2 separate regions of the Triticum aestivum genome follow, and region 2 is linked to region 1. A link is a contact called in public Hi-C data. All regions are on one chromosome and are shown on one strand. The core of a region is the stretch at or near the end of the contact, and the rest is flanking DNA. Distances in the headings are between cores, read along the strand shown. Region 1 holds the start of LOC123135734 (delta-1-pyrroline-5-carboxylate synthase 1). Region 2 holds the start of LOC123135747 (PRA1 family protein A1).

The links. Hi-C and Micro-C count contacts between places; a contact is called where the count stands out from the background.
Region 2: a Hi-C map of leaf shows a contact between it and region 1, with 5 times the contacts expected there. The contact joins the promoter of LOC123135747 here to the promoter of LOC123135734 in region 1. A contact is called at or near these places in 2 of 5 Hi-C or Micro-C datasets (both in leaf).

The regions. Positions count from the first base shown.
Region 1 is chr1B:513,892,597-513,900,484 of IWGSC CS RefSeq v2.1, reverse strand. LOC123135734 (delta-1-pyrroline-5-carboxylate synthase 1) reads left to right here and starts at 2,761. Exons shown (of 20, transcript XM_044554929.1): 1 at 2,761-3,172; 2 at 3,860-3,931; 3 at 4,014-4,220; 4 at 4,310-4,471; 5 at 4,571-4,848; 6 at 5,256-5,406; 7 at 5,520-5,684; 8 at 5,807-5,884; 9 at 5,964-6,053; 10 at 6,162-6,248; 11 at 6,342-6,428; 12 at 6,500-6,596; 13 at 6,715-6,818; 14 at 7,667-7,742. The coding sequence starts at 3,113.
Region 2 is chr1B:514,425,532-514,433,419 of IWGSC CS RefSeq v2.1, reverse strand. LOC123135747 (PRA1 family protein A1) reads right to left here and starts at 3,115. Exons shown (of 8, transcript XM_044554950.1): 1 at 2,749-3,115; 2 at 1,981-2,021; 3 at 1,823-1,901; 4 at 80-166. The coding sequence starts at 2,906.

The DNA.
Region 1 (7,888 bases), core at 1,512-4,011:
AATTTTGTTCATACATGATCCATTTGTCATTGCCTACAAGATCTCTTCATTTTTTTTCTTGCAAAAAAAATATCTTCCTTTTCCATCTCAACAATAAAAGTTTTTCTAATGGATTTCAACAAAAGTTACAACTATAAGTTCAACAACCATTTACGACTCTTTGTTAGAATTTGAACTCCATGCCCTTCTTCTGTTTGGAAGTGACCTCGCAGACGACGGAGGCTTCGCTGCCATGACTTCCGCGACCACACAGTCGACAAGTGCATGGGCGCCTTGATGTGGGAGAAGACCAAAATTTTGAAGGTCGGCGTGAGTATGACATCCATTTAGTTAAGACGGTCGACCGCACTACGGGCAAAGTAGCAGAGGACGATGGGGAGGAACTCTGAGCCAATGGTTGACCAAACCTTATATAGCGCGTGCTTCTCGACCCATTGGGAGTAGTCTCACACCCTTTCCACGAATTTCTCTCAGGCAGTCCGTGAGAAGGGCACGAACGTTTCGACATGGTCGACGGGGTTGAATGTGGCGACGGGAAAGGGATGATATAGGTGGCAGAGTGGTGCATGCAAAAGGGTGCGATGGAATGAGTGTGGCGGCAGCGAGGAAGGAGAGATAGGGGTGGAGCGGCGTCGCCGAGCAGGGTGGCCAGATTTGTATACACACGAATGGGCATGAACACTGTGACATGGTCGATGGGGTTGAATGTGGCGACGGGGAAGGGATGTTATAGGTGGCGGTCTGGCGCATGCGAAGGGGTGCGATGGGAGTGAGTGTGGCAGCGGCGAGGAAGGGGAGATAGGGGTGGAGTGGCGTCGCCGAGCAGGGTGGCCAAAATTATATACATGCAAATGGGCACGCTCTGCCAAAAAAAGGGCCCGGATTTGGCGTGCCGGGTTGGGAAAAGGGTGAGAAAAGCGACGACATCCATTAATTGTCGCTCTCCCCGATAGAAAATCGGGTGCGCCATTGTGAGGGGGTAAGCGACAGTCTTATAGACGACAACGACATTGACCAAGCGACGCATGAAAGAAGAGGCTGCACTGGAACTTCCCTCCCATGTGAGCGATTGCTTTTTGAGGCCATTCTATATCAGCGTTCCGCAGCCCCAAATATGGAGACTCGCACGCTTAGTTTGCAGCGGCCTCCATAAATTATGCAGTCCGAGGGGTGTATGAAGACTCTGCTAGACCGCTCATTTTGGCGGCAATCCCCATACAAGCCGTTATTATGGCGATCTACCCGATATGGCCACTCTCATATAGTTACTCTAATTGCGCGGTTGGCTGCATGTTGGTGAAGAGAGCGCATGAACCTTCAGGTGGCGGCCTTGTTCACCTAGTTGGCGCTGATCTGTGGTGGCATACGGGTAATGTGTGACATTATTGTGAGCATGAAGGAGGTGTTCTTGATCGAGCCCATTTGGGTGATGGCAACAACGTCATGCCACCAGATGCCGAGGGGCACAATGTCATCTAGATCAACTTTGACTTCTTGTACCCGATCTTGGCGACAATGTGGAGAGCCCAACCCCAAGTTCGTTAACCGCCTAGCTTACCATCAGTTGAGGGCACATGGGAAGGGACACCCCCCCCCCCAAGGAGATGCCAAAGTCCTCACCAAGGTTCAGCTACTCTCGCTCCATCATCTCCTCCATCAGTTTTCACCCCGTGATTGTCCATGGGCATGTCAAACATGTTGTACTTGTATGTTGTGCGCCTGCGCCCTTGCGAAGCCGAATTCCTTATGAAACCGTCGAATGTCAGCTTCTTCTACTCACGCCGATCAATGCCGTCAAGGAAGTTGGGACCGTAGAGCAGGATGTCCCATACTCTAATGTCGAGAAGGCCACATTTTTAAGGGCAGCATGAGCGCGTCATCATTTCAACCAAGGTGGTCGTCAAACATGCGGTCAAAGTAGCGGAGGGTGGCGGGAAGGCTCTCCGAGTCGACAGTTGATTCAGCCTTGATTACAGAGCGCATCCTCCTCGACCCAATGGGAGTACTCTCATGCCCTATCGCACGACTCTTTCTCGACGCGACCCTCTTTGTGGCTGAGGGGCACAATGGCCATTTGGATCAACATCAACTTCTTGCACCCGGTCTTGGCAACAACACGGAGAGCTCGGCCCGGGCCCGCTAACCGCCTAGCTTCGCATCAGTCGAGGGCACGCGGGGCCCATTGTAGGAGATGCCAAAATACACACTGAGGTTCAACCAGCTTCGCTCCACCGGCTCCCATCCAGTGCCCATGGGCATGTTGAACACTTATGTTGTGCCCTTGCGATGCCAATTTCTTTATGAAGCCGACGAGTGCTGTCTTTTCCCACATGTGCCGATCAATGCCGGCAAGGAAGTTGAGACCGTAGAGCAGCACGCCCCATGCTTTGACTACTAGCGGGACTGGTAAGGCGTGTTGGCAGCAGCAATGCGGCCCTCGTCGAAGTTGGGGCGGGAGGGAGGGTATTCACAAGTGGATCAAGGATAAGTAGAGGGCGGAGTGGCGCTAGTCGGCGATGACAGCCTACGGGTCCCTCAAGGCAGCTGAATCCAGTTTTTTTTAAGGGGCAGCAGCTGAATCCAGTTGGGATCGTCCTTTTCCCGGTGCCCCAAACATGTCTATAGGTTCTAGATTAATCGCGATAAACAAGTGTCAGGTGTCGACCCGAACCTGAACCCCGAAGAGATATACTCCAGGAGATACACGCCATCTCTCGGTCAGGAGATATGCTCCAGCGACCTACCAAACCTGTAGTAGTACGTGCTGCATCGTGCGCTCCATCCCACGAGAGATCGGACGGCCATCCGCCCCGCGTCTCCTCCGTCGAAGTTGGGTGACGCGCGCGGCACGCACGCACGCACGCCAACGGGGCACGGGGTGGCGGCGGCGGCGGACGCAGAGGATCACGGGGTTCGTTGGCGAGCCGCTGGGGTTTCTGCGCCCCTCGCCCTTTAAAACCGCTCGGCTCTATCCCTCCCTTTTCTGACCTCCCCACACATCGCGGCTGCGGCGACGAGGAAAATACACTGCAGATAAGAGAGAGGGAGGGGCGAGCGAGCGAGACAGGGAGAGGCGGCGCGCCGAGCCAGCCAGCCCACACCGCCCGCGGCCATGGCCGGCGCCGACCCCAACCGGAGCTTCATGAAGGACGTGAAGCGCATCATCATCAAGGTGATTTGTCTGTTTGTGTTTGACTAATTAATCAGCCCGTCTCTGCTAGATCTAAGCTGCTGCTCTGCGTCCCATTGCTGCGTCTCTATGAGGTCGTCTCTGCATCGAATCGAGGAGTAATTGTGTAGAGTTCTCGTGATTTGTTCGGGCTGTTAGGATGAATGGTCACGGGGACGGGGGGACGGAGGGGTTATGCCTGGGGTTTGGGTTTTAACTATGTGACGCGTTGATGGCAGCGTTCTTGTCATCAATAAACTTTTGAGGTGCCCAGGATGTTTGGGGCCTTTCGTAACCAGGCATCGGAACAGCTTCAGGGGAAAGGTGATTCGCGTCAGATGGGAAAAGGTGATTTGTATCAGATGGAAATGGATGATAGAAAGGCAGAGAGGAATTTTGGGATATTTCTCAAATTTCGTTAAATGGGAGGACCTCTTTAGTTCGCGAATTCATTTGCTCAGATACGTGTTTTCATGGAAATCTATGGTGTAAAGGGTAGAACTGTGTTTCCTTGTTATGTTTGGAAAACAGAACAGTACCTTTGTCAGTTTTGCTGGCTCGTCTCAAAGTGGTCCATTCTGGGTAGATACGCTTAAGGTATCTAGTCAAAGATGCAACACAGGACAGTAGATGGAATTCTGGTCCCTGTCACTTGTATTTTCTATTAATTCCTTTTTTTTTGCATGACAGGTGGGCACTGCAGTTATCACCAGAAATGATGGAAGACTGGCTTTGGGCAGGATTGGAGCCCTGTGCGAGCAGGTAACATTCTCATCTCCGACCTTCTCTACTCTGTATATATGCAGTCTGAGGCGAATCCTGAATCAGCTAAATGGCAATGTAGGTCAAGGATCTTAATGCTCAAGGATATGAGGTGATTATGGTCACCTCGGGCGCTGTCGGTGTGGGGCGACAGCGGCTCAGGTACCGGAAGCTTGTCAATAGCAGCTTTGCTGATCTGCAAAAGCCACAGATGGAGCTGGATGGAAAGGCGTGCGCTGCTGTTGGTCAGAGTGGGCTGATGGCACTCTATGACATGTTGTTTACCCAAGTGTGTTTATTTCGCCTGGCATCAACTTTACTTGGAAGAAATTGGTACCTTGTGTGTCTGTTTGTAACATCAAACCTCTCATGTTGCAGCTTGATGTGTCATCATCACAACTTCTTGTGACAGATAGTGACTTCGACAATTCAAATTTCCGGGAGCGACTCCGCGAAACTGTCGAGTCATTATTAGAGCTTAGAGTTATTCCAATATTTAATGAAAATGATGCCATCAGTACGAGGAAGGCTCCATACGAGGTGCGTATTGTACAATACATTACCCTGTAATAGCGATATTGCGCTTACCTGTACAGGTCATTTTCATTCTGATGTTCATCAACAACAATTCTGTTACAGGATTCATCTGGTATATTCTGGGATAATGACAGTTTGGCAGGTCTACTGGCATTGGAACTGAAAGCTGATCTCCTTGTTCTGCTTAGTGATGTGGATGGCCTCTACAGCGGTCCACCAAGTGAACCTTCATCAAAGTTAATACATACTTATATCAAGGAAAAACATTATCATGAAATTACTTTTGGAGACAAGTCCCGTGTTGGTAGAGGTGGCATGACAGCTAAAGTCCAAGCTGCTGTGTGGGCTTCAACGGGTGGTGTACCTGTTGTTATTACAAGGTAAGTTGAATATTTGCCTTTTTTATTGCATGTGAAATATTGATGCCTAGCATTGCTCATATATATACTTCACACATTCTATGGTATTTATTTGCGCATCATATACTTCACACATTATATTAATGATGAACAGTTCTGATTATAACACCATGAGAACTCTGCGGAAAATGTATTTGCTTTTGAGACCCATGCACCCTGCATGCTATTGTAATTTTTCTTGTGATGCTTACTGTCTGAACATGGTCTGAAATTATTGTTCTTGAAGTGGATGTGCATTTCTGTTTTTTTCTTAAAGAGCTACCAATGCTTCGAACCCAAATAATGAGTAGTAAACTCCATTTTTTGCAAGCTATTTTTGTTTTCCCGGTGAATGGCAGAGTAATTTGACTTATTTACTGTTCTTGAAGTGGATGTGCATCTCAGAGCCTTGTTAAAGTTCTCCGTGGGGAAAAAATTGGTACTCTTTTTCATAAAAATGCAAGTTTGTGGGAACCATCCAAGGAGACCAGTGTCCGTGAAATGGCTGTTGCTGCACGGGATTGTTCAAGGCGTCTACAGGTATATTTTTTCTCGTACAAATTTCCTGCTCATTGAACAGTCCATACTGTCTTTTCGCCCTTTTTTGCCTGGTTCTTGATACTGATTCTATATTGTATGGATACTTGAAACAGAATTTGTCATCAGAGGAGCGCAAGAAAATATTGTTAGATGTTGCGGATGCTTTAGAGGCAAATGAGGATTTAATTAGATCCGAGAATGAAGCAGATTTAGCAGCAGCACATGAGGCTGGGTATGAGAGTGCTTTGGTTTCTAGATTGACTCTGAAACCAGGAAAGGTAGGCAGTTGGATAGTCTTGCTTGTTAGAACTAAATTGATTTGTTAGATAGGTGACACTTGCTTCTTTTCATTTTTGGATATTATTTATTGGTTGATCCAGCTTATATTCATCATTTGTAGATAGCAAGCCTTGCCAAATCTGTTCGCACTCTTGCGAATATGGAAGACCCTATTAACGAGATACTGAAAAGGACAGAGGTGAGTGCTTATATTTGAACTACACATTGGAACTCTGGGAAAAGCTTCCATGTTTGAACGCATCGGTTTATTTTTTCAGGTTGCTGATGGTTTAGTTCTTGAGAAAACATCTTGCCCTTTGGGTGTTCTATTGATTATTTTTGAGTCCCGACCTGATGCCTTAGTCCAGGTATTGTTTGTTGTTGATCTACTTTAATTATTTTTCTATAATCCACATGCTTGCATTTGGTTTGTACTCAAGTATATTAAGCAGCTTGGTTTGAACACCATTGTTTAGATTGCGTCTTTAGCCATTCGAAGTGGTAATGGTCTTCTCCTAAAAGGTGGAAAAGAAGCAATGAGATCAAACGCAATATTGCATAAGGTATTGTCTTTTCCTATGTAGTAGCTTCCTTTTGGCATGGTATACTATTGTAGCCTTTAGTGTCCTTATAAAATATCAATTCATTGTTTACAGGTTATAACCAATGCTATTCCTGACAATGTTGGCGAAAAATTGATTGGCCTTATTACAACTAGAGATGAAATTGCGGATTTGCTAAAGGTGAGCATTCGTTTCTATTATCTAAATAATTATTCTACCAATATGCCTAATAAACATATAACACCATACAGCATGATGATGTCATTGATCTTGTCATTCCAAGAGGGAGTAATAAGCTTGTTGCTCAAATCAAATCATCAACAAAGATTCCTGTTCTTGGCCATGCTGGTATTCTCTTAATGAACATTATTGTTGCTGCTACTAGTGCTTTCTAAAATGTTAAATTCTTAGACTGCTGTTTAAGATTTGAGTTTGTATTGAATAAGTCTTTGCATCCCCTGTGCAGATGGTGTTTGTCATGTATATATTGACAAATCAGCAGACATGGATATGGCAAAACGTATTGTGATGGATGCAAAAATTGATTACCCAGCTGCCTGCAACGCAATGGTACTTGTCTAATTTGATATTCCCTCCGTTGACAAATATAACATGTTTTGGATATTTCAATATGGGCTACATACAGACTGAAATGAGTGAACAAAGACACTAAAACGTGTCTATATACATCCAATTCAGGAAAAAGTTGGAACATCTTATATTTGTGAACGGAGGGAGTAGCGTATAATAGCATTGGATAGCTTGTTTTGTTGGTTTGAGGTTTTAAGTACTTCATAGAGCATCTTTTACCGTGAAGCAATGAACTATATATATATATATATTCTTTAAATTCTGCTTGTTGATAATGGCTGCAGTTTTCTGTTGCCAATAAAAGACTTATTTAAATTGTTGATCCTGTCAACTCGACCAACTCGACCAATCTGGGGCTAGCCTCTAGTGGCATTTCCCGAATAAGGAAAAACATGAGTACCCACCCGATGGAGTTTGAGCCTCAAAAGCTGGTGATGGGCCTGCAAGCACATCAGCTTGCTCCAGCTAGCAACCTGATCAGACGCTCACTCACGTTCTGATATACATTCAGTGTCAGGACATAAAATGCAAACAATATATTTTATGTTTCCCAATGTTGAATGTAAAAATATTGTTTGCAATTGATAATCATATGTTCGTGTCATGCCTGCTTCACTGTTAATCTCATCTCTTCTGAGTTTTATACTTGATGAATTATTAATAACTCTCTTGATATCGCAATGTATTCCCATCAATCACCCTTTTCTTTGCCGTAGAAGATTTACCTACTAATCTTGGTAGTTTTTTCTTCTAACAATTTTTTGTCTTGATGGTAGTTTTCCATTCTATTTTTATATGTTGACTGATTTTGGCTGTATTGTCTGTAGGAGACGTTGCTTGTTCATAAAGATCTTATGAAGACTCCAGAACTCAATGACATACTAGTAGCACTCAAGACAGCAGGTTTATCTTTTGCTCTCATTCACTGTAGTTGTATCTTTTTTAGTTGATTCATATATGGTGTCCATTCAAGAGTTGGCACTATCTTTCACTCACTTTTAGTATTCAGTTGAGTGGAAATGTTACATTCACATTTCACAGTATTATCA
Region 2 (7,888 bases), core at 1,866-4,365, 530 kb before region 1:
AAGGTATTAACAACACTGTGATAGTAACCCATGATAAAATAAATAAAGAAATATTAGAAACTAGAGTAGTGCTCCTTACGTTATCGGTGGTCTCATCTTTGCAGCTAAATGTGGTGAGAACTGTCTGACAGTTCTTGTGACTTTCTCATTAAAAGTAACAGCAAAGCTGCATCATCACACATGATAGTTAGTTAATTAATCACCACTCGAACACTTTGTAAATCAATTATTAACAGTTTATAAATGGAGAAACTTATAATGATTTAAGAACTGTGAACCACAAATAGATACAAGGGGAAAACAACCCTAAAAGGCTACAACTACTTTATTTAATAATCCTTCATACTTGTGACGGTTGTATGCATTATTCCAATACAACTATGGCCCAATTCTGTAGAACCCAAGGTTTTCGAGTCGACAAGTTGTTCTGGGGTAGCGACTCTTGACGAGTCGTGCCTGGCCGATCGACTAGTCGACAAGTTGAGTCGACATCTGGCAGTGCGACTTGTCGACAACTAGTCGCGCGACTTGTCAATGACTAGTCACGCGACTCAAAAACAGTGGTAAAACCTAAGTTGCTTTATACCTGTATATATCATATATATTTTTATCCTACTCGGCTGCTGCATGTAATGGTCGCACATCACAAGGTAGATGAGACTAGGCTCAAGAGGCAAGAAGGAGGTGATGGGAGTAGATAAGGCAGCAAGAGATTAGGAACAAGACTTCTTTATTAATTGCTTGGCTCGTCATAGATGAGTACACACCCTCTCTTACATAAGAGGATCTAATCATAACTTTCTGAAGAGATCATATATTTGAATAATAACTAGGATGTCTGGCCCCTAACTAGTGCGTAAAAACACTGCAATCTAAGATGCTTGGCAGTTGACAAGCATATCATATGATGGTAGGAAGGAAATAACTTGATAAAAGCATGCCCCTGATTTGCTCCACTGTGTCAAAGGACACCACATTCTGAACAGTAAAGCAGTACTGCAATACTGTGCTATATTCTGTGAAATTTATACGAATATTGCATATAGCTTATGTTTCAAAAGGTAACATTTAGGTCTAGAGCAAAGGAACTATATGCAATGCAGCAACTGGTCAATTACCCAAGTCTAAGAATCTAATGATGTGCTCTCTGGTTCACTGGCCAAAATGGAGCACCCATAAATTGTTAGCATAATAACAAGCATGGAGCTAGCGTACAATTTGTTCCAACGTCCTACATAAACAATGGTGTACGATCGAATTAGGAAGCTGTTAAGGTTCCAATGTTAGCACCATGTACATGAAAATGTACCCTTGATTGATTTATCCTAAAATAAAATAAAATGCTAGCTGCCAAGTCCATTATAGCCAATAACTTGCATATTCACCTCTCCATAAGAGAAAAATAGCTTAATAACCCTGCAAACTGCAACTATTTATATAATGATTAATGAGCAAATTGTCCCTTTGGCTACATTTTTTTGTGCAGGTTTATGCAATTTTATACATAAAAAACAAGGGAGCATCTGGTGATCATGATAGATGACTAATCTGTTGTGACTGAAGCACATAGCATAATGTAATTTACAAAGGCCGTTCCCTCATGTACTATCTTAGTTAGTCATGCTAAAGAGCGCATTTTAACATAACAAACTGAAAAACGATCTCAACAGAACCAAGTTACAAGCGCAATGCAATTAAAAACTACTTCCTCCGTCCGGAATTACTTGTCGCTCAAACGGATGTATCTAGACGTATTTTAGTGCTAGATACAGAGCAACAAGTAATTCCTAATGAAGGGAGTATTAGTTAAGTACTTGCATACCTGTCATTAAGAAATGCAATGCTGAATCCGGTCATAAAAGCTGCAAGAATAGCAACTGGCTTCCAAAGGAAACCCAACCCTTCGTATACAAATGGCAGCATGTCAAAATCAACCAAAAAACAGGAAGATAAATAATCTTCAAATCTTTCATTGCTTACCAAGAATGAACATGATCAAGATGAAGTAGTTTGTCCTGTAGCTGCAGACCAAACAAAAAATTAAAAAAAGAACTTCAGTACACGACAAAAACGAAACCTTGCAAACCATGCCTTCAAAATGAACTTCACAATGCTAACTAGTTAATATTTATCAGAACAATTGTCCATTTTTTCAATCACCAGCTCACCTAAGTTGAATCGAGAACATATTTATATAACTGTGCATCTAGAATCAGAATTCCACATGTTTTAAGTGAAAAATTGGAGCCTTGCTCTCATCTCACAGATCCATGGCAGCAAGAAATATCCAACACGATGCCTTCAACGTAAGTAGTGAAACTACATGGGAACCAAGCTACCTGCTACTCCTGTGCACACTCTTAGCGACTAACATCACAGTATACAATTGACATGTACATCTGCGCTCATCGAATTCTCTATTCAAACCTCTTAGCACTGTTGATAAATATATTCTGAAGATCTTGAGAGATTTATCTACACTAACAGAAGGGCTATCAGGAGTCTGAAGCACACGCATGAGTCCTACGCTATTCCATTGCGAGGAAACACTGATGACCCTATCCGTTCACCAATCAACTCAAAACACGCACAGATCCCGTGGAGCCAGTCGAAACCTCGCCACACGAGCACAAATCCCTAGCGAATTCGCCCAAACTTGTATCGGCCAGCCGAGTTGGCAGACAAATCGTGGATGCGGCCGCCGGAAACGGTAAGACGAGTTAGAGCGGGGGAGGAGGCGGATCGTACTAGTAGAGGTTGCACTTGAGGCGGCTGGTCCACTTGGAGTAGGAGCGGGGGACGGTGAAGCGGGAGAAGAACTCGGGGACGGGGCGCGGCGGCGTGGACCAGTCCACCTCCCGCAGCGCGGCCACCAGGTCCTCCGCCGTCACCGCGCTCCAGTCCATCGCCGGCGATCCAATCCGCCCCGGGGCCTCGGCTAGCGGGGGAACCGAAACCTGGCGGGCGGGCGGGCGGGCGAGGCGGACGGCGGGTCGAGGCGGGGACGGGGGCTGTTGGGTCGTGCGGGGGAGAGTTTCCTCGGCTTCGCTTCGATTTGGGGATTTTGGGAAGGAAGCTTTGCCGTGTCCGGAGAGGAGGAGGAGAGGAGAGGTCAGAGGACAGCAGAGATGCGTTTGCCCTTTGGGAGCGCGTTAAGGGACTGTTGGGCTATGCTACTGGGCCACCATCCGTCGGCCCGACAGAGTGAGGTCTCGTTTCTTTTCCCCTAACAAAGAGCGTATAAAAAAAGAGCATATTTATCAACTGTAAAGGCAGCAGCATATTTATCTCCTCCTTCCTAAAAAAAAAGAGAGGCAAATACACCGATGATACATCAGGTTGAACAGGATGATCACTTTGGTGCTTAAAATTGAAAAATACGTGAAACTGATGCTTCAACCTGTCTCGCGATGCAAATACGGTGCAACTCCAGTTTGTATACGTAGGAAGCTTCTATGTGGCGTGCCAACATGGTACCACTGTTCGTGACTGAAGCATCACATGTTTGCAAAAGAAAAACTGAATCGGTACTAAATTTGGTGAAAAAAAAGTGAAACACCCTGCATCTCTATGACTATTCGGTCCCACACGTAGGAAAACGGCGAGAAGGATAATTCATGTGAAAAATACACAACACAGCGAATCAAGCCCATGTCCTCGAGTAGTCCCGCCTATGGCGCAAGCCACCAGCTAGTGAGAGTCATAGCCTTTTTTTTAGACAATCTCACGAAGCTTTATTTAACCAAAAATCAAGTTTACAGGCATGAAAGAAAGATCATCAGGGTGTCCTAACCAAACATGGCGGCCCACCCCCAAACGTAAAACATGCTTTGCTAAATTGTGAGCCTCGAAATTCGAGCTCCTAAACTCGTGAACAAAATTACATCTCTGAAAAGAGTGACTCTGATCTATGATTTCATGTAAAATTGCTCCATAACTCGACAAGTGCTTCTGCTTGATATCGTCAACCACCACCTTGCAGTCCGAGGCAACATGTATGCTCTGGATATTGAGGTCTTCGGCGAGTGCTAGTGCCTCTCGAATAGCTAAGGCTTCAATCGTGGGAGGATCAGCTATGTTCCTGAGGACAATGGCGGATGCCCCCTGGAAAACTCCTTCTTTGTTGCGGCAAATAGCTGCTGCTACTCCTCGGCCCCGTGCAACCGCAGCATCAACATTGATCTGGCGAAATCCAATGCGTAGGTCGGACCATAGGTTGACCCCTTGCGTTGTTGCTCGGCTTGTCCAGGGCGTAAATATCTGACAAATAAGACTAGACGAACAGGTTTGTTGTTATAGGACTCTAGAAGATATCCTCATAAATGGCCTTTTTCCTTGCTCGCCAAACAACCCAAAGTGTAACAACCAGCAAGACAAAATCCTTCGATGGTAGCTCGTCGTGCATCGAAAACAGCCAGTTTTTTGCATTAACCTCCAGGTTTTGGCTTACCTTCTCTGTCAGAGCCTCATTAGAAAGGGCCCAAATGCATCTACACATGGTACACTCCAGCAGGGCATGCCTCCATGAGTCCTCGCATCCGCATAATGCACACAAGTGTGTGTCCAACATGTGGCGGTGATGTAAAACCTCTGGCGTTGGCATCGAGTGTCGCTCCAGGTGCCACAGGAAAACCATGAGCTTGGACGGGACCTTTATGTGCCATAGCTCTGTCCATGCCTTGCTCATCATGCTCGTTGCTGAATTGCCTGCATTAACATCCATCCAATTCTCTCTGTGCTCATTTGTATTCATGATCATATGATAAGCCAATTTCACTGAGAAATGCCCATTTCTCTCGTTGGACCATGCCCAAAAATCCTCTACCACCCTCGTACACAAGGGTATCGACAAGATGGTGTCTGCGTCAAAGGGTAAAAACGTGGCCTAAATCACATCTTATTTACAGGATGCCGTTGTGTTGTCGATCAGCTCAAAAATCATTGTTGGAGGGTTTGGGACTAGTGAAGTGATCGGCTGCATTGGTCCAACCCTAGGCAACCAGTTGGTCTCCCATATGTTTGTTGTAGATCCATTCCCAATGCGCCTAATGATGCCATGTTTCAATATCTATCTGCCATGAATTATAGCACGCCATATCTGAGATGGTTTACCACCAAGGTCTGCATCTAGGAAATAATGAAGTGGGAAATAGACAGCTTTTAGTATTCTTGCACTAAGGGAGTTGGGCTCCTAAAGCATTCTCCATGCCTATCGTGCGAGCAATGATAGATTGAAGATCTCTATGTCTCTGAAACCCATGACACCAAGATATTTTGGTTTTGTCATAACGTCCCACGAGACCCAACATGGTTTCATCTTACCCTGCTTACTTCCCCACCAAAACTGTCTAATGATAGAGGTGATGTTGTCACACAAGCCTCTGGGTAATCTAAAGCAAGCCATGGAATAAACTGGGATGGCTTGAGCAACAGACTTAATCAAGACCTCTTTTCCTGCTGTTGACAATAGTTTCTCCATCCATCCCCTTACCTTCTCCCAAAGTCTATCTCTCAAATATTTGAAAGTACCCATCTTTGACTGGACGACATCTGTTGGCATTCCCAAATACCTATCACTCTGCTTGATATTATCTCTCATACTTTGGTTGCAGCCCTTACTAAAGAATATAGATGATTTCTCATGATTAATCCTCTGCCTAGAAGCCCTGCAATATACATCCAGTAAGTTTGATACCTTTGTAGCCCCTTCAACACTTGACTTAAAAAGCAACATGCTATCATCTGCAAAGAGGAGATGGTTAACAGATGGAGCTGTCGGTGCCACCTTGATCCCTTCAAATTCAGACGATTGAGAACTAGACTTCAAAAGGCACGAAAGGCCCTCTGCTGCAATAAAAAAAAGATAAGGGAAAATAGGACCTCCCTGCCGGATTCCATGTGTAGGTGTAAATTTCTCTATTTTTTCACCATCGAACAACACTGGGAAGGAAACAGATTGTACCATAGACATCACTATTTCAACCCAAGCATGTGTGAAGCTCAATTTCTCCATCATGGCACGGAGGTATGACCACTCCAATCTGTCATAGGATTTCATCATGTAAGCACAATAACTGTTTGACTTAGATCTGCTCCTCTTCACAAAATGCAGACACACATATGCGCAAAGGATGTTATCCGTAATCAACTGACCTGCTACGAAGGCCGATTGTGTTGGGGAACACATTAATTTCAAAAAAATTCCTACGATCACGCAAGATCTATCTAGGTGATGTATAGAAACGGGAGGGGAGAGTGTGTCCACATACCCTCGTAGACCGAAAGCGAAAGCGTTTAGTTAACGCGGTTAATGTAGTTACGGCGACGGTGATGATGATGCTACGACGCAGGGCTTCACCTAAGAACTACGATGGTATGACCGAGGTGTGTAACTGTGGAGGGGGGCACCGCACAAGGTTAAGAGAAACTTGTGTGTCCTTGGGGTGCTCCCCTCCCCCGTATATAAAGGAGGGAGGGAGGAGGCGGCCGGCCTAGGGGGCGCGCCAAGCATAGGGAGTCCTACTAGGACTCCCAAGTCCTAGTAGGATTCCCTTTCCTATTCGGAGTAGGAGAGAAGGAAAGAGAGGGAGAGGGAGAAGGAAAGGGGGGATGCGCCCCCACCCCTTGTCCAATTCGGTTTGGGCAGGGGGAGGCGCGCGCCACCTCTTGGCCCTTCTCCCCTCTCTCCACTAAAGCCCAATAAGGCCCATTACTTCTCCCGATGAATTCTCGTAACTCCCCGGTACTCTGAAAAATACCCGAATCACTCGGAACCTTTTTGATGTCCGAATATAGCCTTCCAATATACTTTACGTCTCGACCATTTCAAGACTCCTCGTCACGTCCGTGATCTCATCCGGGACTCCGAACAAACTTCGGTCATCAAATCACATAACTCATAAAACAATCGTCATCGAATGTTAAGCGTGCGGACCCTGCGGGTTCGAGAACTATGTAGACATGACCAAGACACATCTCTGGTCAATAACCAATAGCGGAACCTGGATGCTCATATTGGCTCCTACATATTCTACGAATATCTTTATCGGTCAAACCGCATAACAACATACATTGTTCCCTTTGTCATCGACATGTTACTTGCCCGAGATTCGATCGTCGCTATCATCATACCTAGTTCAATCTCGTTACCGGCAAGTCTCTTTACTCGTTCCGTAATGCTTCATCCCGCAACTAACTCATTATTCACATTTCTTGCAAGGCTTATAGTGATGAGCATTACCGAGAGGGCCCAGAGATACCTCTCTGAAACACGGAGTGACAAATCCTAATCTCGGTCTATGCCAACCCAACAAACACCTTTGGAGACACCTGTAGAGCATCTTTATAATCACCCAATTATGTTGTGACGTTTGATACCACACAAGGTGTTCCTCCGGTATTCAGGAGTTGCATAATCTCATAGTCCGAGGAACATGTATAAGTCATGAAGAAAGTAGTAGCAATGAAACTGTAATGATCACCGCTAAGCTAACGGATGGGTCATGTCCATCACATCATTCTCCTAATGATGTGATCCCATTCATCAAATTACAACACATGTCTATGGTTAGGAAACATAACCATCTTTGATTAACGAGCTAGTCTAGTAGAGGCATACTAGGGACACTATGTTTTGTCTATTTATTCACACATGTATTAAGTTTCCGATTAATACAATTCTAGCATGAATAATAAACATTTATCATGAAAAAAGAAAATAAATAATAACTTTATTATTGCCTCTTTAGTCCACCACTTGCACTGGAGTCAATAATCTAGTTCACATCGCCATGCGATTTAACACCAATAGTTCACATCTGTATGTGATTAACACCCATAGTTCACATCACCATGTGACCAACACCCAAAGGGTTTACTAGAGTCAATA